7 separate regions of the Mus musculus genome follow, and regions 1, 2, 3, 4, 5 and 7 are each linked to region 6. A link is a contact called in public HiCAR-type and promoter capture Hi-C data. All regions are on one chromosome and are shown on one strand. Each heading gives the region's core, a stretch centred on a gene start, on an enhancer-like site or on the middle of the called end of the contact. The rest is flanking DNA. Distances are from core to core; before and after follow the strand shown. Region 1 holds the start of Mettl25 (methyltransferase like 25). Region 2 overlaps Tmtc2 (transmembrane and tetratricopeptide repeat containing 2). Region 3 holds the start of Tmtc2 (transmembrane and tetratricopeptide repeat containing 2). Region 4 holds the start of 4930430F08Rik (RIKEN cDNA 4930430F08 gene). Region 5 overlaps Mettl25 (methyltransferase like 25). Region 6 holds the start of Slc6a15 (solute carrier family 6 (neurotransmitter transporter), member 15). Region 7 has its middle 130 kb from the start of Mettl25.

What was found. Promoter capture Hi-C pulls out the DNA fragments that hold promoters and counts their contacts. HiCAR-type assays count read pairs that join an accessible place to other places.
Region 1: a contact with region 6 is called in a HiCAR-type map of astrocytes, with 11 times the contacts expected there. The contact joins the promoter of Mettl25 here to the promoter of Slc6a15 in region 6. A contact is called at or near these places in 6 of 39 promoter capture datasets (cranial neural crest, embryonic stem cells, liver and 2 more), 2 of 484 Hi-C or Micro-C datasets (LSK cells and uterus) and 6 of 115 datasets of contacts at active chromatin or transcription factors (astrocytes, cardiomyocytes, embryonic forebrain and 2 more).
Region 2: a contact with region 6 is called in a promoter capture Hi-C map of second pharyngeal arch cranial neural crest, with 6 times the contacts expected there. The contact joins the enhancer-like site here to the promoter of Slc6a15 in region 6. A contact is called at or near these places in 4 of 39 promoter capture datasets (cranial neural crest, hippocampal neurons, pre-B cells and 1 more) and 2 of 115 datasets of contacts at active chromatin or transcription factors (astrocytes and forebrain).
Region 3: a contact with region 6 is called in a promoter capture Hi-C map of hippocampal neurons, with 14 times the contacts expected there. The contact joins the promoter of Tmtc2 here to the promoter of Slc6a15 in region 6. A contact is called at or near these places in 11 of 39 promoter capture datasets (cranial neural crest, embryonic stem cells, frontonasal cranial neural crest and 7 more), 3 of 484 Hi-C or Micro-C datasets (LSK cells, cerebellar granule neurons and forebrain) and 5 of 115 datasets of contacts at active chromatin or transcription factors (embryonic forebrain, embryonic midbrain, embryonic stem cells and 1 more).
Region 4: a contact with region 6 is called in a promoter capture Hi-C map of hippocampal neurons, with 4 times the contacts expected there. The contact joins the promoter of 4930430F08Rik here to the promoter of Slc6a15 in region 6. A contact is called at or near these places in 2 of 39 promoter capture datasets (cranial neural crest and hippocampal neurons) and 1 of 115 datasets of contacts at active chromatin or transcription factors (astrocytes).
Region 5: a contact with region 6 is called in a promoter capture Hi-C map of hippocampal neurons, with 7 times the contacts expected there. The contact joins the enhancer-like site here to the promoter of Slc6a15 in region 6. A contact is called at or near these places in 10 of 39 promoter capture datasets (the C10 cell line, cranial neural crest, embryonic stem cells and 6 more) and 4 of 115 datasets of contacts at active chromatin or transcription factors (astrocytes, embryonic forebrain, neural tube and 1 more).
Region 7: a contact with region 6 is called in a promoter capture Hi-C map of hippocampal neurons, with 9 times the contacts expected there. The contact joins the enhancer-like site here to the promoter of Slc6a15 in region 6. A contact is called at or near these places in 11 of 39 promoter capture datasets (3T3-L1-derived adipocytes, the C10 cell line, cranial neural crest and 7 more) and 4 of 115 datasets of contacts at active chromatin or transcription factors (astrocytes, embryonic forebrain, forebrain and 1 more).

What each region holds. Positions count from the first base shown.
Region 1 is chr10:105,840,083-105,843,428 of GRCm38.p6, reverse strand. Mettl25 (methyltransferase like 25) reads left to right here and starts at 2,049. Exons shown (of 12, transcript NM_207522.2): 1 at 2,049-2,353. The coding sequence starts at 2,110. It overlaps Ccdc59 (coiled-coil domain containing 59), which reads right to left and starts at 1,950. Exons shown (of 4, transcript NM_025602.3): 1 at 1,774-1,950; 2 at 581-887. The coding sequence starts at 1,927.
Region 2 is chr10:105,429,396-105,432,932 of GRCm38.p6, reverse strand. The region is part of intron 1 of Tmtc2 (transmembrane and tetratricopeptide repeat containing 2); the gene reads left to right. Among named protein-coding and RNA genes, the nearest start is that of Gm46241, 25 kb to the left of the region's middle. Within about 2 kb of position 1,747, at least 27 of the 459 cell types and tissues checked have an H3K27ac peak or open chromatin away from gene starts, as enhancers often do. A contact at or near this core is called in second pharyngeal arch cranial neural crest, where this site is marked.
Region 3 is chr10:105,572,595-105,575,803 of GRCm38.p6, reverse strand. It overlaps Tmtc2 (transmembrane and tetratricopeptide repeat containing 2), which reads left to right and starts at 1,325. Exons shown (of 12, transcript NM_177368.4): 1 at 1,325-2,137. The coding sequence starts at 2,055. Gm15663 (predicted gene 15663) reads right to left here and starts at 1,253. Exons shown (of 3, transcript NR_038032.1): 1 at 117-1,253.
Region 4 is chr10:100,587,701-100,591,407 of GRCm38.p6, reverse strand. It overlaps 4930430F08Rik (RIKEN cDNA 4930430F08 gene), which reads left to right and starts at 2,149. Exons shown (of 7, transcript NM_175128.2): 1 at 2,149-2,381. The coding sequence starts at 2,292. It also overlaps a transcript of 1700017N19Rik not described here.
Region 5 is chr10:105,792,538-105,796,131 of GRCm38.p6, reverse strand. It overlaps Mettl25 (methyltransferase like 25), which reads left to right. Exons shown (of 12, transcript NM_207522.2): 7 at 1,741-1,770; 8 at 2,719-2,792. Among named protein-coding and RNA genes, the nearest start is that of Mettl25, 47 kb to the left of the region's middle. Within about 2 kb of position 1,756, at least 9 of the 459 cell types and tissues checked have an H3K27ac peak or open chromatin away from gene starts, as enhancers often do. A contact at or near this core is called in neural tube, where this site is marked.
Region 6 is chr10:103,366,547-103,369,856 of GRCm38.p6, reverse strand. Slc6a15 (solute carrier family 6 (neurotransmitter transporter), member 15) reads right to left here and starts at 2,049. Exons shown (of 12, transcript NM_001358821.1): 1 at 1,704-2,049. It overlaps 6430590A10Rik (a long non-coding RNA gene), which reads left to right and starts at 602. Exons shown (of 2, transcript XR_380754.3): 1 at 602-1,685; 2 at 2,397-2,668.
Region 7 is chr10:105,713,012-105,716,641 of GRCm38.p6, reverse strand. No RefSeq gene overlaps it. Among named protein-coding and RNA genes, the nearest start is that of Mettl25, 130 kb to the left of the region's middle. Within about 2 kb of position 1,816, at least 12 of the 459 cell types and tissues checked have an H3K27ac peak or open chromatin away from gene starts, as enhancers often do.

The DNA of each region.
Region 1 (3,346 bases), core at 800-3,299, 2.5 Mb before region 6:
ATCATTGACTGAGAAGATGATCCAGGATGAGGCTATAAAAGATGGTGTCCACCGTGGCTCTCAAATCATTTTATACTATCCTTTCTATCATAGTGGACACTGGTATACCACTATGGAAAGTCTGGCTTTATAAGCCAAAGTGGCAATGGCTACACATCTGCATTGTTTTTCTAGTATCTGGTTATGTTGCCCATGCTGGCCTGGGACTGGGAATTGTCTGGACTCAGGTTCCTAAATGTTGGGCTTCCAGATCTACAACATCAAACATAGTCCCCCACCCCCAAATTAAGATGCACACATTAATACTGCGCTTAATTACGGTCCAATTATATTACATGTTCTTGAGAGGCTGCAATTCAAAACTCAGATCTCTTAATTCTCATTTCCTATTTTCGACATCTCTGCTCAACTAGCCTCTTTCAGTCATTTAACACTAAGTGGGGAGACTCCATGAAATACCATTACATGACTTGAAAAAAGTGCTAAGAAAAATCCTGATTCTTACAAATTTTTCCCTGTGTCGTCAGTAAAACATTCTTTACATTTAAAGTGAGGAATTTCTGAAGACGGAGGTGCTTACCTTCCTGTGTTCAGCTCTTCTGGCTGTGGCTGGTGACCACCTGGCGGTTCTTCAGAGGAAGTCTGCTCAGTGCTGCCCTCCTCTTCAGGCAAAGGCCGGTCAACCTGTTCTTCTGACAAAGCCAGGCCAGCCTTTCTTTGCTGTTTTCTGAGTCTTTCCTCTTCGGCCAGATAGAGGTGTTTCAGGTGCTCTGGGTAACGATCTGTGAACTGGGACTCCTGTGACGCTGGTGCCTCCTTCACCTTCCACAGCAATTTCTTGTAATTTTGCTGGATCTTCAGTTTTCTCCGAAATGCAAAACCTTGTCCTAACATTGAAGGATTTCAGTTACAATTACTTTAACAGAAAATGAAAACTAAATATTTTTTTCTTTTACTTTATATTCAAATGAGAGAATTACTTGGCTTTGCTTTAAAGATAAGGTTAGGCAACCATTTAATGGTACACTGAAGAGCAAGGTGGCCCTTTACCTAAATATAAGGGTAACAGCGAGTTGTCAGACATCACATTAAAAACTCTAAGTACAGTAAACTAAACTTTACTGCTCACCTTGAATTTAGACTCATATCCACAAATTACATTTTATTTAATCCACATACAATCTCACTTGGGTCTTCAGTAAACACTTAATAAATAAAGTAGAGTAGTCTAGTATTTTTCCCTTGGAGGATCTTACTAATCACTTATTTTCCAAAACACAACACAAAACAAAAGGGGGAGGTACTGTACAACTTTCTGAACACCTGTCGATTATTCTTAGATCGAACAAAAACCACTTAAGCATCTGACATGCAACGAGAGGCCTTCAAAGACAAGACATCGAATCGAATCTAAGGAAGGCAGCAGTATGAGACTGGAGGGCTACTGTGGTGTCTTTTGGTTATCAAAGCTTTGGGGCAGAGTATTTTAATGTAATATTGTATCTATATTACATACTTGCTGTAGTAGAGATGCAAGTATGTCTGGGTGCTTCTTAGCCAAGCGCACCTCTAGACGCCCCGTGTCTTCGCTTAGACCTGAGATCTGCGTTAAATCACTGAAGCTGACCGCACCGTCCGGTTCTCAGTCAAAGGACTGAGAAGCTCTCGGACTTGGCGAGCTTAGGAACGGCTTCCCCGATCTCAAGCCGGATCCCATCCTACTCCCTCGACTTCGGCGGGCCCGAGCGCTCCTCCACGGCTGTCCCTCCTTACCCTTGCGCACGCTCCCCCGGAAGGCTTGCTGGGGGTTCGGCCGCCAAGTCCTGCGCTTCCCATTCTGGTTTCCGAATCTGACCTGAGAGATCCCTTCCCCACGCGCCGCAAACCCTCCGGTCCGCCACTTGGAAGACGGCCGCGAAGGCGCCATCTTTTTCCACGGTGGGAGTTCCTGGAACGCCAGTGGACGCCGACCTAACACGTCACGAGGCGGAAGCAATCAATCGCCCAACCCGGCGCGTGCTCGGAGCTCGACTGCCTCAGCCTGAGCCGCTTCCGGCGGGGAAGAGAGGGGTCGCGCGGCCATGTTGGCGCCACCTGCAGCCCCGGAGGATGAGCGTCATGGCGGCGGCCTGCCCTCTGCCCAGGACCCCGGACCTGCCCACGCTGCACGACAAGTTACAGGGCTTGCTGAGCTTCCTCAGGGGCGCCCTGGCCATTTCCAGCGCGCACACGGTGGACTTCTACACCAAGTCGGTCTGGCAGGAGCTGGTCGACCTGCCCCCTGAGAGCGTGCTGGCGGCGCTGAGGGAGTCGGCGGTGGAGGCCGAGCCGCGCGAGGCAGAGACGGGATCAGGTGACTGGCGGGGCGGGCGGGGCGGGCGGGGCGGGGGCTGTCAGCGCGCCCCCTGGTGGAACTCGGCGGAAGTGGCAGGGACTTGAAGGATGCTGTTACCTAGGAGATGAATTGGAGGGAGCTGAATAGCGAGGATGGATGGAGACGGGCGGGGTCCCCTCTGGGTTCTAATCTGGGTGTTGGTCAAGTTCCACAACTTAAAGTAGTCAACCCGGGGAAGAGGCGTTCCTTCATTTATTGATTCAACAATTTAGTTTTGAAAACATCTAAAGGCTGTGTGATGATCAATACAAAGTAGAAGTGGACTTGGGGGACCAATAAGAGCCAGTTCCTACTCGGCACAAGGTATCGTGGATTAGGATGGTGATAGTGAAAGCTTTGAGTGCTCGCTAGTTAATTTGAAAACACACCTTTAATTCCCAGCACTTGGGAGGCGGAAGCGGAGGCAGGCAGATTTCTGAGTTCGAGGCCTGCCTGGTCTACACAGAGAAACCCAGTCTCGGGGAAAAAAAGAAGAAGAAGAAGAAGAAAACTGTATTTTCAATATCAGTTATGCACCCTGGTGTTTTCTAGGCTCTGGAGTTTGATACCCGCAAGAAACTTAGATTCTACCAACTTAGATTCTATTCTGGAAATAGAGGAACAGGAACAGTAGCAGCTACTGGAATTGCTTGTGCTTTGCTTCCAGGTGTTCCAGATGTTGTCAGCATTAGTGAACTTACTTAATCACTGAAGCAGCCTGTAAATGCAAAGTGCCCCGGGGGCGGAGGTAGGGGCCATGGAGGGGGGGGGGTTATAATGGTAGAACTTAAGACACATTGGTTCTTGGGCAATAGTTCCTGGTTGTTGGAAAGTTAGACACCCTTTCAGTTTGCTCCCATAGTATTCTGCGTTGATAACCTGGTACATAAACTTGTAGAAAGCAGGAACCGTATTTGCCTTAACCAGGATTCCAACGTGTGGGAAACTATTTGGCATACATTAAGTACTCTA
Region 2 (3,537 bases), core at 498-2,997, 2.1 Mb before region 6:
CTGACTCACCGAGGCTTTGTTTTTCCTACATTTCTCTACTGGCTCTCCGTGACTGCTGTGCTAATGCACCTATTCTCCCTCTGTAACTGTTGAGTTCGGACCCAGTTATATATTTTTCTGGACTCCTTATTCCTATAAATTCAACTTATAAAATGTGCTAGTCACTTTATTCTGGTATGATTTTCATAAGCGCTACGATTTGCTAACCTAGTCATCCCCCACCCCTTTCTTCCATTCTCATCTACTTTTAAAGCCTAGGCATTCTCTGCAAGTTCGCCACCCCTCCATTTGTATATGTGACTCATACTTACCTCAGCAATCATTAGTCATGTGTAGCGGTTCTGTTGTGGTACCTGGTATTTAGATAGCTGCACTAGTATGAGCATTGTAATTGGTAAATAGCTACCTCTTTCCTCAACTCAATTTCCTGAGCCTAGCGCAAGCAAGCCTGTACAAACCTAGCTCCCATTCTCTTTAAGTTTTGAATATCAATTCTGGTTCTATCACTTTATGTGAGAGATGATGTTTTTGTGCCTCACACTTCATTATCTTTTTTTTTTTTTGACTATAGGAGTTGCATTCTGGAAGAAAGATTAGAAAGAAGAAGTTGATGTTATTTTAATGGGATGTTTTGAAGTTGTTATTTAAAAAGTTATATGGCTTTCAGTCAATAGTAAAGTCAATAGATACAAAGTGCTCAGTGGCCAAAGCCCCTTCCGCTCCACACAGCTTTCCAGCGTGCTGCCCTAACTTAACATCATTTAGACATTTTAGTCAGTACCAATAGTTGCAAAAGAAATGGACCAAAGGGAATTGAGCAAAGCTTGTGTTCCTTTATTGTGCAGTGTTTTACTTATAGATTAGCCTTAAGTCATCTTTTTTTAGAAATCATGAATTATGAATGGAAATGGCGAATGCCCTTTCACGTACAAGGTGCTCCTGTGTAGAGACTCTGGTATAGTAGAAACAGCTCTGTGACAACCAGTCTAGTGATGGGATTTTCCACCTCTGCTACGTCCTATGCAGTCTTGTCAGAGATGTCTCATCTTTTGTCCCTGAAATTATGTGAAAAAATATTAGTGATACTATAGGATATATATCATATATATATATATGTATACATACATATATATATATATATACATATATATATATATATACAGACACACACACACATACACACATGGGTATAGATATCTTTATATCTATACATGTATCTACATATACATGTATCTGTATATCTATGTATATGTAGATATATGTATAGATATAGAGATATCTATATCCATATCTATATCCATATCCATACATAGGAGATATATAAATATATTCTGGATATACCTATAGATACATAAATAGTTATATATATGTATTAATATCCATATATATAGGAGATATATAGATATATCCTAGATATATTTATAAATACATATAGTTATCTCTATATCTATACATATATCTACATATACATCATTATGTCTTCTATGTATATACATATGCATAAAACACATATACTTTGAAGACTAAAAAGGTCTACACTCCCACTAGTATATGGTCCTTCCTCAGTTTTCTACTTATAATCTCTTTTGGGTCCAGATGTGATTTCAGGACAAAGCCTGGCTGGCACAAACAGTGCTGACTATATTGTGGTGACCAAATTGGTGTCATGTCATCACCAGTCCCTCGACAACCATGGCTTTGTTATTCTGGTGCTGAATTACTCTCCCACAATCCTTTCTTCCCTCACAATCATAATCAGTGTGAAAACAGCCTCTGTCCCCAAGTAGTCATCCATGGACTTAATGTTGATAATGAGCCCCTTGTTTTGCTGGAAACTCAGGCTTTTGTTGAGTGTGCTTCCTACCAAACTGATCATTTTCAGCATGTGGAGCCCATTAGGCCACGCTGGAGCTGGCTTCACTGTTCAATTTGCTAACACTGCATCTGTTCCTATCCTGATGATAACACCTGGATCAGTTTAGAAGTTGTGTAGGAGTTTAAGAGACGGTGTAGTTAATTTCTAAAACAACTGTTGGTCTTTAGATGTGTGAACCCCGTGGTCTTTCACATTCCAGACGAACTCATTGCCTTTTGGGCACGTTTATACCTGCGTGTGCTTTCTGAGTGTGAAATAGAAAACACGTGTCTCCTCCGCGGTCTTTATTTTCACTTAAACTCTTCTGCAGGGTGACACTGGGGAGGTTGTTACTGTTCTTTTTCTTTTCCTTTCGGGTGACAAGGAAGATGCCTTAATATTTAACCTCTGTAACCTGTCGCGAATGTTCACGGAAATGCAGTGCTGACAGATGACTTTGTTCCCTGCTTTGTCAAAACGCATGTGTACTCGCCGTCCAAGCCATTTCTGATACTGTAAGGAAGCCATTGATTCTGCTTGGAAGCTGTGAAGTGGACAGGCATTAAAAATTAAAGAAAGGCTATTCAGTTACTAAGACTACATGCCTTATCTCCGTGGCTCACTAAAAGCCTGGTGCCAGTTCACTGAAGCTGTGATAAATGACCTTTCCCAATGACCTCTGTGCCTTTTAAAGACAGCACAGTTTGGAGTTCCTGTTTAAAGTGCTAAATGCGCTTGGGATGTTGTACAGTATTACTCCCATTAGGAACATTGAATATAACCTCAGGATACCCTCAGAGAGGAAACAATTAGAAAACAAGGCTGAGAAACCAAGTGAGTCTCTCTGCTTTGTTGTCTTCCCCAAGTTAACTGTTAGTTGTTACCTGTTAAAAATATCCATTTCTCTCTGCATAAAATGACCATGACCATAGTAGAGGTGATGACACTGCCCTTTAGGTCAAAGATCTCTTTGTGATCTTAAACTTTTTTTTGGGTCGCAGTCTAAGCCATCATGATCATAGCCCGCATGTTTGGGTTTAGCTCACATGGCAAATGTAAAAAGATCCCTAACGAATATTATTTTGATCTGCAGCTTTTACTTGCAAGTATGGCAGAGTTTTAATGTGTATTATCTGTCTTTCCAGTGTACTCAAATGTACTGTCTTTGAAAATAAGTGTCTTCTGTGATTTGAAAGGCTTGAACTAATTATTTTTCTGTCTCATACAAAGAAATTACAAGATTTGAATTTATACCTAAAATATCAGTGTTTATAGAGTACAATATCATGTTTCACATGAAATGATGATCTTAGTCTAAGAGGTAGTGCAATAACTGCCATTCTTATGGTGAAGCTGCTACCGAGAATCACCTACTCAGGATGCGACATCCAAACACTGTGACTTTCTCTTTTTTGTGTGTGTCTTTTTGATCATCTCACTTAACTTTTTAGTCCTCTATCCTGGCCGAGGTAGATGGCTGTAGATACCATTTCTGGATTCTTAGATTAGCTTATGGGTTTAACTTGTGGTCAATCCAGAGGCAGTTTAGCACAGGTTCACTAGGGAAAAAAATGACCAAAGGTGTTATATGAGTGTGCTAAGAGAATAATAAATGATATCAGCAACTGAAAGCAGTCTGTACATGTACTGACATTTCAGAAATGTGGCGCTCTTTTTGTTGA
Region 3 (3,209 bases), core at 76-2,575, 2.2 Mb before region 6:
TACCGGGGAGCACTGAAGAACAAGAATCACCATCTTCAATATATTATTTGAGAACTTCCTACGTGCTCATAATATTTTGATCAAATCACAATTTGCCTGTTGGAGGTTGAACACACATTTGTCAGTTTCCAAACGATTTCTTTGTGAAGTCAGACATCCTTATTCTGCAGGCGTTCAAACTTTTCAGATCGCTGCCACATACCCAGGGAGTCCACTTTCCTTATTATCTTTGAAGAGCTTGCTGGTTAGGTGCAAAAGGGGAAGTTGGAAGTCAGCCCTGCAAGGACGTGTTTTCTGTGCCCTGTAGCTTCCCCACAGCAGGGGGCGCTGCAGTCGTGTTCATCATAGTCCAAGGGAGCGACCAGGGCAGTCAGAAAGGGAACCAGGCAGGAAGGGGGTGTGGCAGACAGCTCTCGGATCTCTTTGGTCATGCAACTTTAGTACCCAGCGCTCCTTCTGCCCAGACCATTCTTCTGCACCGTATTTCATCATGTTGGATGCCTTCCATCCAGTCTTGCATCCGGGCGGAAAGGAAAGGGCATTAGCTTTCCGCTCTGCTGGGTTTAAGGATGCCGTTGTAGAGGGTTGCATTAGCGTGGTCTCTTCTATAGTCTCAGAGTCAGCTTGACAGTCCTGAACCACTAAAGACACCCATCCCCACGCAATTTCTGAGGAACGCGTGGGTGTTTCTTACCTTCTTGCCTCTCCTCTTTCATTTCCTGGATCCCTTTTCATGATCTTACTGCGGGGCACGCGTCTTTCCACTAATATTAATGTCGACCGTCACGGCGTGGCCTCGGAAAACTCTCTCCTAAACGCTGCTTCCCTGGCTCTTCAACAGGCCCTTCCATCCCAATTCAGCTCACGCATCGCGCGCGCGCGGGGCAATAGATCCTTAGTGTCAACCGAGGTTGCCAGCGCTCTGCAAACCTGTTCTACCTCTCCGCGTCCCGAGAAGTCTCTCCAGCTGACCAGTCTTTTGCCTGACAGCTCTTGGCACTAGACGTTTGGCTTGCGATCTAGAGCGTGCAAAGCGCCTCCCCGCAGCACTGGGCAAACCATTGACTCCTCCTGTCGCCTCTCTCCTCCATCTCCCAGAGCCCAGGGCACACTCTAGCTATCGTTTTGGGCAATCTTCCAAAAGTCATCTTTGTCCTGGGCTTTGGGGGAGGCTTTCCAGAGTCAAAAAGAAGGTGAAGGAAGATGAAGAAGAGAGTGGGGCCAGAGTACCAGGCTGGAGCAGCTAGAAGAGTGGGCGGAGCCTCCAGCCAGTGGGGGTAGACAGGGAGGAGTCTGCGGGGAGGATCTGGGTGGAGAAAGGGGCCGGGCTAGCTTAGGGTGGTGGGCTGGCCACGCAGGCGCGTGGGGCCGCGACGAGAACCCCACGCGGGAGCTTTTGGAGTCCCCAGTCGCCGCTTCTCACTTCACTGGAGAGGGGTCCGGGAGGGAACCAATAAAGAGTGAATGTGCCGCAGCCGCGGTGGCGGCCGAGTTGCTGCGAACGGCCCCGGAGTCGTGCGCCCGGGAGGCGGCGAAGGGAGGCGGTTCGCCTCGTCCCTCCCACCCGCCCCTTTCTCTCTCGGTCTCTCTCTCTGTCTCTCCTTTCCTCCCGCTGGTCCCAGATCCTCGCTCTGTCCAGCCCTTTGGTCCCCCCTCTTGCACTCTTCTATCTCCGCAGTCCTTTACCTTAGGGCGTCCCAAAGTGCCATGGGTTAGGGTGGGGACCGCGAGCCGCGGGAAAAGGACAAGCCCCGATTCTCCGCCGGGGGGCGTGAAGCCGATCGCCGCTTGCCTCTCGCGGTTGTCGGGTATGGGGAGAGCGGTGTGAGCCCGCAACCCCCGGAGCACGCAGGAACAGCGGAGCCCGGCGCCCCGAGGAGGAGCCCGGGATCGGAAGAAGGAGAGGAGGGAGGACGAGGAGGCGGGCGGGGAAGCCGGGGAAAAGTGCAGCCAAGGAGGAGAAGGCGGCGGAAGGTGGGGATTGATGCTTCTGTTTTTTGTTGCCGCTGCTGCGCTCGCGCTGGGAGCCAAGCCGGAGGGAAGGCGGTGGAGAGATGATTGCAGAGTTGGTGAGCAGCGCTCTGGGGCTCGCCTTGTATCTCAACACCCTGAGTGCTGATTTCTGCTACGATGACAGGTAAGTGGGTGAGAGAAAGGGGCAATGGCTGCGGTGCGACGGGGGTGGGGTGGGGGCTCCTCGGTGGCTCTGGTACTGCTTGCTGTCAGGCTGAAGCGCGTCTTGGGGGCGGGGTTGGGGGGACAGGTATCTGCACCTGAAGGTTTAGGCGACACGGAAACCGTAACACCTAAAGCAAACAGCCGGGACGGACGCAGGCGCGCTGGGCGGGCCGAACGAGTTTCCGCTCCTACTTTGCAGCAGGTTCTTGCTTGCTTCTTGCTGGTTGGCAGGCGCTTAAGTTTCTTTGCGGAAATCCAGGCAATTTGGAAGACTGTTTAATGAACCCACGTTAAACAAACAACCAGCCAAAGTAAAAATTCCAATAACAATCCTTGGTATACCTTGGTGCAAAAAAAAAAAAAAAAAAAAAAAAAAAAAAAAGAAAGAAAGAAAGAAAGAAAGAAAGAAAAAGCATATTAAGCGATTTTACGTGTGGGCTGGAAGGAAGCACCTCTGCACCCCTAGAAGATCCTCCCCGTGTGGTTTCCTTTTATTGATAGGACACTGATTTCTCGAAGTTAAACGCACATATGACAGTTGCCAAATAGAGGAAAGAGCGCGCGTACTCTGAGTCAACTTTCTCTTTGACGTGTATGATAGTAAACTTTGAGCTGTATCTCGCTGCTGGTTGTATCTCTCGCTCCCCCAACCTTGCTCACGCATCATGGGGAATTCCTTTATAAAAACGTGGGCTTTCAGTTCTGTTTGGGCGTTTTGCATGAGACATTAGTGATTCGCTGGTGCTAATTGCAGAAGAAGACGCCCTGGAGACAGAAGTTGTCTTCTGTATTTGGGTTAGTTTGGGTGGCTAATGAGACCCGGATTGTGTTGTCAAAGAAACTGCATTGATGCTTGGAAAAATATCACCCTTGTGCTGATGTCTCTACCTATTTTTAAAATATATTGTTAGTGTTTAGAAACTGATGAAAAGCTCCAATAGCCATTAGGGACAACTCCCAATTTGTGCCTTTCCGGTGACTTAATCTGATTACAATTAAAACAGATGCATAATTAAAATATATTGGGGAGA
Region 4 (3,707 bases), core at 900-3,399, 2.8 Mb after region 6:
TTGAAAATGTTGATAAATACGTAAACATAAGCCTTGCCCTTCGGTTAGCCCTTTTTCTCTTCAGCTCTGCAACAGCAAAGTGCCCATCTTAACAGGCAAGTGGGAGAAACAGCTCTAAGAAGAGGGGCTCATCCAGTCTCCTCCAGATGAGTTCCCTGATGAAGGGCAGAGTTTCAAACCTAGTTAAGTGATTTCACACTGGAAAAGATCTGAAAAGTGCTGATACCTCTTGACAGCTGACAGCATGGCAAAATCAGCCCTCCGAATGAATAAATAAATAAATAATAAAAATTTTAAAAATTCCTTCATTGTGTAACTTTTGTTAATCCTAGAATACCCCAAACTCTTCCTTTTCCTCTTTTAGGTTCGTTCCTTTTCCTATCACTTCTTTTTATTTCCCACTCTCACCCCATGTCCTGTTGCAGATTTCATTTTAGTCTTCTACAGAAAGCTATGATTCTACTTGAGAGGATTTTTTTTTTGACTCCCTGTAATGAAAAGTGATAGGAAATGTGTCTTCGAAAACAGACCCAGAAATTCTGTCTTATGCTGGTCAGGATAGATTCACATGGAGTTTCTTCTTGGTGTGTGCTAGCTTAATAACATATCAGAGAAGAAGAAGAAAAAAAAGTCTTTTTCAATTTATTCTGTAGCACTCCTCTAAGGGCAGGGGTGGGTGGGGCTCTACCAGCTCTGTATGGGAATCAGGGGAAGCTAAAGGCTGGCATCCATTAGACTAGAAGCACAGTTTACATCTATAACCTGATCTTGTGATGTTTTCCTGCTGTGGACTCTTCTGTTCCTGTTGGAAACCTTTCTCCAGGCATTTAAGAAGCCAAAATATAGCTGTTGGTCCTTCCAGAGAGAGACTTAGAGCAAGTGGAATGTTTTTGGAAGATTATCTTTTCTAAGAAATGGCAGAATGTTGGATCTAGAATATTCTGTGGCAGTTTGGGAAATGACAGTTGAGAGCTTTCAAAGGTCATTTAATTGTCTGAAACCTACAAGATGGGCTGTTGCTTAGGATTCCTCTAGAGCCTCAAAGAAGGTACCAACACTTGACTTTAAAAGGCTAAAACGTTTCTAGTTTCAATACAACCCAGCCAGAAACTTGTAACTTGTAGGTCCTCTCTCCCTACACCAACCCCTTTGTTTTGTGTAAAATTGTGTGTGTTTAGGTATATTTCCCTCCCTCCCTCCCTCCCTCCCTCCCTCCCTCCCTCCTTCCCTCCCGAGTCAGTAAACACAAAACTGTAAACTTGTTTTTAAGAACATTTTATTCTTTGAGAGTCCCCTGACATATACATGCTTTCAAGTGAGACAAGGTTATTTGATTTTTTTTTTCAAGAACTAAGTAAGTAAAACGCTAGGCAGTAGGATACCTGCTGATTAAACATTTATAAAAATATTAATTGGAATTATAAAACAATTGTGGAAACATAAATTGGCTTCTTCAATTACCTAAGATAGTAAGGGCAAAAATCTCCCTGTGATTTCAGGTTTTAATGAGATAGGTCTACTACTAGAATATATTTTTTATTCAAGCATCAATTTTATTATTTCCTTGTAATGTCCTTTTAGACAGTAAGTCAAATGAAGCTGTTTCAAGTCTTTTGTTGGATTCCCAAGAAAAACTCGACAGAGATTTTTGTTATTTCTATGTTTTTGAACTTGTTTAATTTTTACTCTCATTGGAAAGGTTATCAAAAAACAAACTGTACACTGCGTGGTGATTAATTCAAACAAATTCAGTTTTGTTCATTGTAAGGTTTGTTTGTTTGAATGTTTTTCCTGGGAAGTCAGTTTTTCTGTCAGAACATTAGGGAATGTCTGAAAGTATTTTCTAAACTTCTCTGGGTTTCCAATCCCTTACATTTGATAGAAAATAAGCAGGTAAGAGAGTTTCATTAGAAACATGCTAAAATGCATCCTAAAGTGATTTATTACTTATAACTTAACATTAATTCCCGAAAACATCATCGATACTAAGTAGTGGCCAAGTATACAACATCGGGTAACGGTTCTTTTATTTTTATTTTTAATTGGACATCAAAACACAGGGGAATCACGCATGTGGAGGCGCATGCTCTGTAGCCTCGCGGTCGCACTACAATTCCCAGAATGCACCGCGACTAGGCGGTCGCTTCCGGTAGTGAGTCCCCGCCTCTCTCCGGAGTGGACCTTGGTGGTGCAGTTAGGATCTTCTGGCTGGTGTTTGGATTCTAGCTCATTTCTGCAGACTTCCTCCGCCCGGGGCCCAGCGCAGTGGAGACAGGTTGCGCGTGGGCAACATGAAGCGCCTGGGCTCGGTGCAGCGGAAGATGCCGTGTGTGTTTGTGACGGAGGTGAAAGCTGAGCCTTCAGCCAAGCGGGAGCATCAGGTACCCGGCGGCGAGTGCTGCTGGGCGGCTCCTCCAGTGCTGCGCTGCTGCCCCGGAGCCCAGCACGTTTTACCCGGGAGGTCTGGGTGAAGTTCCCATTTCCCCTGACCTCCAGCTTCTTGTATCTTCTTAGTTGCAAGGAGTGTGGGAGAGTCCTTTGTAAATTGTATCCTCCCCGATCAGGTGATTCAAACGTGTTCTGGCAGATTTGAAAACCTACTTGGTCATCTTCCCTTAACAGCACTGGAATAATGAGATATCATGGTAGTCTAACATGGAACTACTGTCAAAAGTCTGATGAGAAGGCATTGTTTACCTGTTGTGTGCTAGGCACCTATGGCATTGCTGACAGCTAGCCTAACTAGGTCACGCAAATCAGACCTCGTGTAATTTCTTGCTTAATTTGAGTTCTCATCCGAAGGTGTACTAGTCGTATTGCTACGTGTTTTACACATAGTGAGCCTTTAGTGAAAGTAAGAGAATGAATATATAGATAGCTTATATCAGTATGGTTCTTTGATATGTAGCAGTTCTTAACTTCTCACTCAGGATCTGCATGTGCATCTGAAGTGACTTTTCAACATTACCGCTGAACCTTTGGCCCTCTGGTCTTTTTATTTTTTTATTTTTTGTAATTAGCGTACAAAGAGGTTTCCTCGTGTCATTTTCTTAATAATTTAGGTTGTCCCCTCTCCCCTTCAACAAACTTCACAAGCTCCCTGTAATCTCCAAATCTCCAGCTCGCTCCCCCACCCCCCACTCCCGCTACCATTTTGGTGCTCTATCACTCTCCCATCACCTTTAGAGCCTGACTCTTAACACAGATGAACAGATAAACTCTGGGCTGGGGCAATATGGGAGACTCCATTAGAGGGGGGCTTCTTCTCTGACCTTGTTGGGGAATTCTAAGCCCTCACATAGCCTGCAGCCTCAATTAGCACACAGGACCATTCTCTTTCTAATGGAAAGAACAGCACTTGAGATTCCTTAAAAGCTTCTTCCCTAATGAGGCATTTTGGTAACCTAAACCCTCAGCCAATGAATGACCTTTCTGCCCATCCCACCCTCAGACACTCAAAACATAAGCCTTGAATCACCCAAAGTAATATGCCTCCTGATAGTTGGTCGCCGTGTGGGTATTCACAGTATACATTCACAGGGCTTCCGAATCCTCTTGCACCCACTACGCGACCTCTGCCATCTCTGTTCGCTTGTGGACCATATTGGTCTCTGATCCAAGAGACTGGGGAGACCCACAGGTTAGTAGCTCAGGATAAACCCCAGAGTATTGCACATGCTAGATGAGAAATGCTTCCCCGTGCCCGT
Region 5 (3,594 bases), core at 507-3,006, 2.4 Mb before region 6:
ATTCTATGTGTACATGAAACAAACTGAGACTATTGTTAGAATAGCTGTCATCCTTGAAAGGTCATGACCATGGAACAACGCTCGCCAGGCATGGACCTAAAGGCAGGAAATTGAAATAGAGTTTTTCAGGGCGTTAACTTGATGAACATTTGTTTTGTAACATACATGGAAGCACAGTTCCATATGTGAGCATCCGCACCTGATCTCTGTGGCATGAGGCGCAGAGGTATGACTAATGGGTTAAGTAACAAGGTTAGCTTATAACCACTTGCTAACTAGCCTCCCAATCTCAGGCAAGCTTCTGATCCTGATCAGGCCAGTGACCTTGTGTGTACGGATAAGCTGCGCTTACACAAGATAGTCTGTACAGTTCATTTTCATTCTAAATGTGTTTGTTTCAGCTATAGCTGAAGACCTATTATGGAAACCTAGACACCTGAAGCAAAACAGAGAGATTTAAAATATTAGTAGCAAGCTTACGCAGCTCAATTATACTTTATCTGTCCTCTGTTTGGAGTGTTTCTAATTAAAATTTTAAAACAAAATTTTAGTTAAATACTTAACATCCAATAAATGTGGAAATGCATGTCTAAGAAATGAAAAGTTTTATAAAGGCTTATTCCATATATAAATTATATGGTAAATATCATATATATTCAATATGATTATTAAAAGAATTAGGGTATGTTTTTATAAAATATCTGAGTTCTTAAGTACAAATGTAAAATCAATAATATAGATTTGTAGAAGTGTGCTGTAGTGCTGTATTAATTATCTTTGTGTCACTGTGACTGTAATCCCTAACAGTAACAATGTAAGAAAGCTTTCTTTTGGCTCACAGTTTCAGGGGGTCTCAGTCCATTGTGGCAGGGACGGCAGAGTGAGGCAGCCCAATTCATGTTAGTGAGGGCATAGTGTTCACACCACTGCACATCTGGACGCAGAGCCACCATGACTCTCCAGAGACTGGGTGTAACCTTCAAACATCCATTAATAGTATTAATCCCCCCCCCCCCCCGCTGACTGTCGCTGACATGGTCTACAGCCTCCCAAAATAACGCCAGCAAGCATTCAGAACACATATTGACACTGCACACTTCTAGCAAGTTCCATTTCTTCTGACACTAGACAGATGAAAATGTGCTTTAAATTCATATAACGTGCAGGTTATATTTTTCCCCTAAAATACTCTTCTACCTACAATCTGTTCATGCTTTCTTGGGAAAGATGAAATTAACAGATCAAGGGGGAAGCTTTCTGGTAGAATACCTGCTTAGTTAAGAATAAGAACCTGGGTTTAATTCCCAATGCTGGAGGAAAACTTAGGAAAAAAACGGAATTGCATGTCCCATAAAGTGTAAGATATCACAAAGAAGTTTACAAATCCATCTATGAGTGTGCCATACATAAGAGCAACTTTGGATTTAATTACCTAATCATACTAAACACCAGCTAGACTCTGCCATTTCCTGCTAATGCCTCCTACAATTCAGAATGTATAATCAGAATATGAATGTGTTCTTATATATGACACATTTCCATTATAAATTAGTCCTAATTTATACAAGGGTATGAGGTAACATTCTTTAACAATATTAATGCTTTAACTATGTAAACTTCTGTGTTATTACGTAATTAATCTTTTTGATTGTCACTGTGTAAATCCTTGTCGAGTATATTTACAAGTCTCCTAAGACTCAATGTGTCAGCAGACTTTGTCTTGTTTCTTTCTTCTTTCAGGCATTGCAGCGGGTTGCAGTTGGCCAAGGGGTAAGTGAAAGTGTTTAACGTAGCTAACGAACGAATGTGGTTTTTCTCAAGCCCTCTTCAGACCTGACCTGCTGTTGAACTTGAAACCTGGTGGATTTTAATAAATAACACCTCCTCTTGTCATCGCTGCACATTCAAGTGTATACATGCGCCGTGTGTTTAAAGTAATGTGAACTCTCAGCATGATACGTGAAGGTTTGAGGAAAATTTACCCTTTGCCCTCGTCCTATGTGTCACACACAAAATACATGTGTCAGGGGGTACACACTCTTGTTTTTTCCTCATGTAAAATACACTGTCAGTGTTAGGTGGATTGATTACTTGTGAAAAAAGAGAAGTCAGTTCTGACACATCTAGTTCATTCCTAGGCCAGCCAAGCACAGGCAGCGTAGGAAATGTTGACTGTCTTCCCCTCCCTCCCATCTGGACTCCACAAGATCGAGTAGACGAGTTATTCCAAGAATGAGCACTGGAAGGGACTGGTAACTCCCTTCATTTCTCTTGAGAAACGACTGTAAAGCTTTATTTGCTCATGATAGATAACCTTGGGAATAATAGTTGGTTTTGTCCTGTTTGTTTTTCTTTGTGAACTTTATTTATGTATATTACCTTGTTTAAAATGCAAATGCATCTCATACAGTCTGTCGTTACTACTCTTTTATTTTTTATAAAATATCCATTTATTTACAAAGTATCTTTTTATAATATATGTATATATTATCTTAATGTAAAGGAGAAATTGTCATCTACTCTGTAGCTGTGCCAAGAAAAAGTGAAGAACTTTGTAAGCAATTTATAACTAACGATATTTCAAACGAGTAAATCTACCAAAATACTTGGCATTTCCGTAGGTCAGGCTTGTAATGCTTACTAGACCCCCAAGTCTCTACTGTTAATTTTGTTTCTGAGTTTCATTTATTTTTATGCACATATCTGCATTTTTTTCAGCTGCCTACTGAATCACTCTTCTATCGTGCTGTTCTTCAGAATATTATTAAGGATTATTATGGCATCAGCAAATGGTATGAGAATTTTATTTTGTCATTTTTGCTGGGACCCAGAGATAGATAGTTTACCTATAACTTGAAATACCTTTGGTTCAATAGCAAGCAACCAAACAATGAGTATATAAATAAAATACCTGTGTTATATTTTTAGATGAGTAGGGATTTTTTTAATATTTAGGTTAGTTTAGAAAAAATAAATTATAAATAGTTTAGTTTGTTTATTCTTTGAAAAAAACATTTTGGAGAGAGAGCATTGAGTTTATTAATGCTTAATAAAGGATAATCAGTGTGGCACAGAGTTGGCCCAAGCAGAGAGGAGCAAGAGTGTCCCTAACCTTAGGTACATTTCAGCCCCTGCAGCGGTGGAATGATAGTGCCAGCCTCGCGTTTTCCACAAGCAAGGATGTGACTGAAAGTCAAGCAAACGGCACAGTGTCTGGCAGTTGGAAGTGAGGAGATAGATGCTGGTCCTTCCATTAGTAAAAGCTTGTTCTATTAATATTAAAGGGCTTGGATAATCCTTCCAGTGTTGCTTTATAACTAAAGCAGATTTTTCCATTTCCCTTCATGGTGACACACACTGACACTCAGATATTACATGAGAGTCCATCAGAAACCCAAGAAATCCATGATTCAGCTGTTCTCAAACCAAGGTATTGTGTGGCCAAACAGAAAGACTTTTGAAGGCAAATACCTGGGTTTACAGGCTTCCATTGAGTGGATTTTAAAATGGACAGGGCATCTTGTGATGTGGCTGAGCTCCTGGGACCACAGAGCAGAAAGATGCAGTGAGGAGAAGTAGGGCCTGGAGGGTAAA
Region 6 (3,310 bases), core at 800-3,299:
TCAAACTTTGTTAATGTATGTCTTCTAGCAACACAAAAGGAACGGACATCAAGTTTCACTTGGAGAAAAGTAGTTGGTAGGTTTAATTTTAAACTTGGTAGGGTAATATAAAATCATCGGAATGTGTGGGAGAGAAATACACATACTGTAAATGAACAAACAAGAAACTTCATTTCTTCAAGTATTTATAAAGTGCCTAAAAAAAAAACAAAAACAAAAACAAACAAACAAACAAACAAACAAACAAAACTCCAGGGTAGTACCAGCTGGAAAAGATGTAATTGTGTCTGCATTTAAAAAATGAGACACTCGGGGTTTGAAGCTTGTTGGGACTGCTCTGGTCCTGGCTTTTTCAGAAAGCTACTGAGCACAGGCAGTCATAAAATACCTTTTACAGAGAAGACGAAAAGGGGCCCAAATGCAGTACCCAAAGGAAAGCCTTCATTCCTCTCATTCTTCTCAGCTCTGCATGGAAGAACTCAGACCTAGGAAAGGGTATACCTTTAAGGTCTGAGGAGACTAGGAGGGTGAACCAGAGGCAATGGCTGCAGTCTTATTTGCATAAGCACCCAAACACTTACAACGTCACCACGCTGGCCTCCAGGCCCCGCCCCGTCTTACTCTAGCCTTTCTCCACCAGGGTGGAGATTGAAAAGGGAAAGAAGGAAGCAAGAACTCGATTGCTTCTTAGTTATGCTAATGAGCACATTCAGTGACATTTCTTGGCCGAAGGGAAAAGAACGCCCACCCTTGGAGACTTTAAAAGCGGGTGGGTCTCCCTTTGCACCGGCAAGTGCACCTCTAAGATTCTGATTCTTTCCTCGGCTGGAAGTTAAAAGTGCAGCGCTTTCGTTTCAGTGTGCTATATTCTATTTCTGCGCTATCTCACCGAGACCAGCCAAGCGGATCAACTACGTAGAAGGCAGAAGGATGCCTAGTCCCTCTCCATTCGTTCCTTAAGATCTCTGTGCCACCATCCTTTCCTCCTCCTTCTCTGTCACCCATTTCGTTTCCAGGAGGCGCAGAGAAGCTCCAAACTGAGCTTTCTCCAGCAGCCACGTGCCGAGAGTAGACCTAAAGGTCGGTTTTCGGACAGTCCATTTCATAGGATGTCTCAAGCGGGAGAGAATCAAATCCGGGTCACGTGAATACACTGCCTTGATAGTCTGTGTTGCTGTTGCAAATGATTCACAAGCCCTCAAGAAGGAAGGCTGGCTGTCCTCCAGCCTCACCGCCCACTCGTAGGAATATTGTAACCCAATTTTTCCCCAGGAGCGCATCTCTGCCCTGAAAGCAACTTTCCTCTCGGACTTGCCCGGTTGAACCCCGCCCTTCAAACCCCCAACTTGATTTGGAAAGCAGCCGGTCTCCACGGATGCACTAGGCAGTTTCCACCTAGGTTACGAAGGATGGCGGCACGTTTCGAACCACGTGCTTCTCCCCACAAGTGCCGCTTCGGACTCCCACCACCAGAACCCCAGTTTGCACAGGTGCAGGAGACAGAGCCAGAGGATAGCCCCCAGAAACCAGCGTTACCTTTCCACGCTTCCCACCGCCGTTCCTCCTCCCATCCCAGGATCCAGCCTGAGTCTGGAGCTCCATCCAAGCATCTTTCTTGGCGCCCGACTCCTCCAGGGTGGCTGAATGGAGAGCCCCACCCTACCCCCGGCGGTGCTCCAGCACCAGTAAGAGACATTAATTACCTCTGGTGCTTCTTGAGCTAGCACCTCTTACAGCTTCCAGGTTCCTAGGTCGAAAAAGGGTCGGATCCAGCAGATGGTGCGGGAGGCCGCAGAGGAGCTGTCTGGAGAACAGAAACAGCTTGCCAAGGGCAGGATTGGTTTCGGGAGTCGCTGTCCTGCAAGCTGGCACGGAGAAACTCGTGAGCGCCTGTGTCTGCCTGGAATATTGCACGGGATGCTGGCGTGTGGTTCCTGGGGCGCCTGTGAATGTATGTATGTATGTATGTGTGCGTGCGTGTTATGTGAATGTGTGTATGTGCATGTCTGTGTGTGTGCGTGCGTGTGTGTATGTGTGTATGTGCTTGTGTGTATGTGTGTGTGTGTGTATGAGTGAGGGTGTGACGGAGGCTCCCACGTGCCCAACCAGCTAGTGCTGCGTCCCCCCGACAGGCTGCGGGGGAGAGGGGGTGGCTGCGGGCGGGGACACGGCGCCAAGGATCGAGCCAGGTCTGCAGGCTGGGAGCCGCCTCTCCCATCACCCATGACGCAGAGTCCACTGCGGCTGCCCGCTGCGTCCTCCCAGCGCACAGAGCTAGGCCCGCGGCGGGATATTGGGTGGATCTGGGGAAGCCCCACGTAGAGCCAACAAAACAAGTTGGACAACCCCTCCCCAACACCTCCGCCATTCTAACGTCTGTCTTCTAACCCACTCAGCTAAAAGGCAACGCTAACAACTGCAATTGTCCTGTTCTGCCACTTTGCTGGAATCTGTAAGAAGTCTAGCCAGAGGTAAAGGATTCTGGGCTTTCTGCCTCTCCAGCCCCCCATACCATCTATTTACATATTTTGTGAAAGAAAAGCTTTGGATCTTTGCTTCTCAGCTGAGTCCCGACAGCCTCAAGGATCCCAGCGAGGTTGTGTAAAGTGGTATTAGGGAACTAATCCTCACTTTAGGTCTGTGCCTATGTAGCAGATTCTCCTTCAAAGGATCTCTACCAGCTAAAGACTGACTTACCTCTTCCAATAGTCAAAGCATGCTTTCAACTAAGCCACGTGGAGAATCCTTAAACTATGCATGGATGAACACAAAGCTTTGCCTCTGTAAAAATAACTGAACTCCTCCTTAAGCAGGACAAGACATAAAATTTATGATCGTTGACACTTGAAATTTTTCAAGGAAATGCAAAAGGAACCTAGAACATATTACAGGAGGATGGGTTTCATTCTTCAGCGAGGTACATTTCATCATTTTTAAGATAATTAACATGTCAATAAACGTTATCGTTTGTAGGCCTTCCAAGGACTCTCTCAAGTTTTCTTTTTGGACATCAAGAACAAGCCATTATTAGGGACATCACTATATATTTTGTGACAGTTGGCTGGTTACATGCTTTTAGAGTAGAATTCAGTTATCAGTGGAGTCATGTAAGTAAGGGATGTAAACTTCAGTGTGTAGAGTTCCCAAGGAAAATATTCTTAGGTTTTAATGGCTTGTATCCAATTAAGATTAACTTTAGTAGTGAAGCCACTGTTGGAGATGTTCTCATAAAGTGAGGAATATCTTTCAAAGGAATCACAAGAACCTAGATTTCAGGTAAGAACATTGCCACTAATCCTTTTCAAAGAAC
Region 7 (3,630 bases), core at 567-3,066, 2.3 Mb before region 6:
GCTACCCCGTCCTCTTCTTAAAATTTTCATAAGACAATGTATGACAAGGATGCATCTCTATCATCCAATAAAAGCCACTGAAGTTCTAGGATTTCTTGTTTTGACTGGCATTGCCTTCTGATAAATACCTCTTAGAGAGATGTGAGTGGAGCTTGAAGAAGTTTTGTAATTTAGGAATTTTAGTATTTTTTTTTAAAGGCATATGGCCTGTGGTGGAAAAAGAACTTATTTATGATGATTGAATGGTTTTGCAGTGAAAGAAAGAAACGTAAAGAGTCAACTTTTCTTTATCTGGTCATTTGAAAACCCACATTAAGGACACCTGCATTTAACTACACTCTGCCCTTCTGCCTGTCCATTTGGATATTAGTCTTAGCTGCTCCAACACTTTAAATTATCTAAGCCAGGCTTGGTGGCTCACACTGACAATCTCAGCACTCAGAAGTCTGAGGCAGGAGGATTGCCATGGGTTCAAGACCATCCAGAGCCACACAGGCAGGCCTTGTCTCAAGAAAGCAAAGCAAAACATGGACTAGATAAGTATTCTCTTGCCAAGAGTTGCAGACAACTTTCTGGAATGTTCAGCTCTAAGGGCACGGAAAGTGTGTCTTTATTTCCTTAATGAATATTTTTGCTCCTTATCTTGTTAGCCTGAAAGTCAATGTGTGCTTAAATTTTAATCTTCCAGAATTCAATGTTTGCAATGCTCTTATTCCCAGACTCTCTGCATGCTGTGCCAGGAGAATCCAAGTAGTTCCAGTCCTGTATTGAGGGATGGTTCATTTAGTAAAACAGCACGCTACAGGACTAAGGACCTTCCTTCAATCCCTACTACTCACGTAACACCACCAGGGTATGATGGTGCCCATGTGTGGTAGGCAGGCCTCTACACACACACACACACACACACACACACACACACACCTAGACTACAGAACAGAGAAGCTTGAGTATGCAGCTCAGTAGACTCCTTGCCTAGCATTCAAAGGACCTTGGTTTAATCCCCAATACTGGAAAAGTTTATTTTATTTTTTTTAAATTTTATATCATATGATAAATCAATCCGAATCCTGGAATGCTTAGGCTACAGAATATCCCCTCTTACTGCTCACTTATGGAATGCTTGGTTTTTTATTTACAAGCCATCACTTGTAAAAGTAAATCTCCATCAAGCTTGACTTCCTAAGGTTAAAAGATACTTGTAGTAAGATCTACCTTCGTTCCTCTTTTCAGGGCAGAAGGCCGGTCTATCACCCCAGGCATGGGTTATGCAGAAGTGCTCAACAGCACTCACCTTGAAAACTACAGTTCCAAGTATTACATTCGATAATCAAAATACATGTTTTATGAAATCTATACCAAATTTGCATTTTTGCCCTAAAAATAAAAGCTAAATTAACACAGACGGGAGTGAGATCAAAAATGCATTTCTTGAGCTAAAGGGCTTATTGAATGTAAAACTCAAATCTGCATTAAAACCAGCCAGGGCTGTTACTTCTCCTAAGCTTTTACTTCTTCGTTCTTCTTATGCAGGAAAGAAAAGAAATTGCTGAGTCAAATCGCCTTGGCTATACCTCATATGACCAGTAGAGGGCGTCATCTACCACAGTCTAACATTTCACAGGCGGAAAAAAGAAAAAGAAAAAAGAAAATCCCCAAAGACCCCGAACATTTGTTTGATTGGTTAATAAAATGCACAAAAGGGTCAGAAGTTTTCAATATGAAGCTTTCCTTTTGGAAGCTTTGCATAATTGAACCAATATTCAAGTCATAGGGAAAAAAGCATAAATAAAATAATGAATACAAGATGTTGGTGTACTAGAACTTCAAAAACCAGAATTTCTTAGAAATGGCATAAAAATTCTTCAAGTTGACTTAGTTAATACAAATCCTTTTTTATGTCAAAATGTTGGAAAGTGAACCTCAGACTGTTATCAGATCCCAACACAGTTACATTTGTGTATTTGTGAAACGGCTTTGTGGTCTCTTCATACCACTATGTGTTTGGAGCTCTTAAAAAAGTCTCAAATGTTTGTTTTTGCCCTGATTTACTCTGAGCCTTATGCTCCGTGTTATAACTTTTTTTTCCCGACTGCATTAGTTTTTAACTACACAGTTAGAGGTAAGTCAGCATAGGGCTAATGTGGTTTGTGGCTACCACAGTTTACAAAGCACAGTGAAGCTGTAGAACGGAATGATTGCTGTCCACTTTCCCCAAAGGAAGTTTAAAGCTTAAACCATTTTCTCTAAGCACAACTTAACTAACAAGTAAAAGTGGAGCTATATTTTGATGGTAGAATCTGTACTTTTCTTTTTTTTGTTTTTAATAATGAATAACACATCCTTTGCAAAGGGGAATAAGTTTATGGTTGGTAATGCCAGAAAGACCACCTTTTAATTCTTAGGTTTAAAATTTTTAATAGATGATATTTCTATTGTCGACACAGTAGTTCATGGGTGTAGTGATTTCTAATGTAATAAATATAAAAATAAAGAAAAGATTGAGGAAGATGGGCATTGTCTTTCTGCGTAGCCCAGGCTGGCCTCAAAGGCATGATTGTTTTCTGCCTAAATCTCCTGACTGCTGAGATATCTGGTACGTGCCTTACCCAGTGTTTTGACAAAATTGCCTTTCAAGGTCATGCACTACGCTCAAGCTGTGAGTAATGGCTGGCTGACAACTCTCTGTGCAAATTCAGGGACCCAGATTCTCCTTAGCTTATGCTGCCACCATCTCCTCTGTTTGACGTACTTTGCCCCACCCAATGGGAGGAGAGAGAGAGACAGAGAGAGAGAGAGAGACAGAGAGAGAGACAGAGAGAGAGAGAGAGACTTCCCATGGAACTGCCTTTTCCTGGTGATGGCACTTTTCCTTACGATTATCCACTGTAGAGAAACCTGCCATGGGTCTCATCAATTCTGGGGGGAAAAAATAGAGAGGCAAGCTCTAATGCAAGATCTTTTGCACAGCCCTGGCAACAAAATATCTGTCTATATCCTTCTAACCATATATAACATGGGCACTTTGTTTCAAGAAGGGCATACAGAGTAGCGAACAATAAATTCATTCACCTAAAACTCCAGAATCCCTTGGTGATGTCCAACCCTGATATTTCCTCTGTCCTACATCAGTATCATCCCCCCCCCCCCATCTTCTCACATCCTCCACTGTGTAACTTTATCCATTCACCATGGAAACAAGTATCTATTCACCGTGGAAACAAGTGTTGATCTCCCAGCCTTTGAACCCAGGTTTAGCCATATGGCTTCCTTTCACCACTGACAATGCTCGCAGGCATGGTATATACCGAAGCTCATTCTCTATCCTTACCATGAGAACAAGCTCATGCGGAGACTACAGAAAGAGAGGCAGATTTGAAGCAGAGCTGGTAGTCTCAGCCAAGGTATCTTAAACTAGTTGACAACTAGCCAACCTCAAGATATTTGAGATAACTAAGCCAAGACAGAGTCTCCTGGCCAGCCCCCAGCTGATTCTAGACACGTGAGCCATAAAATACTTAATTCCCTATGACACTCTGGTTTTGTAATTGTTTATTATGCAGCCTTATCTGGGTCACAGACAACTGAAACCATTACCAAACAAAACTATGGACTCTGAGAATCGTTCTG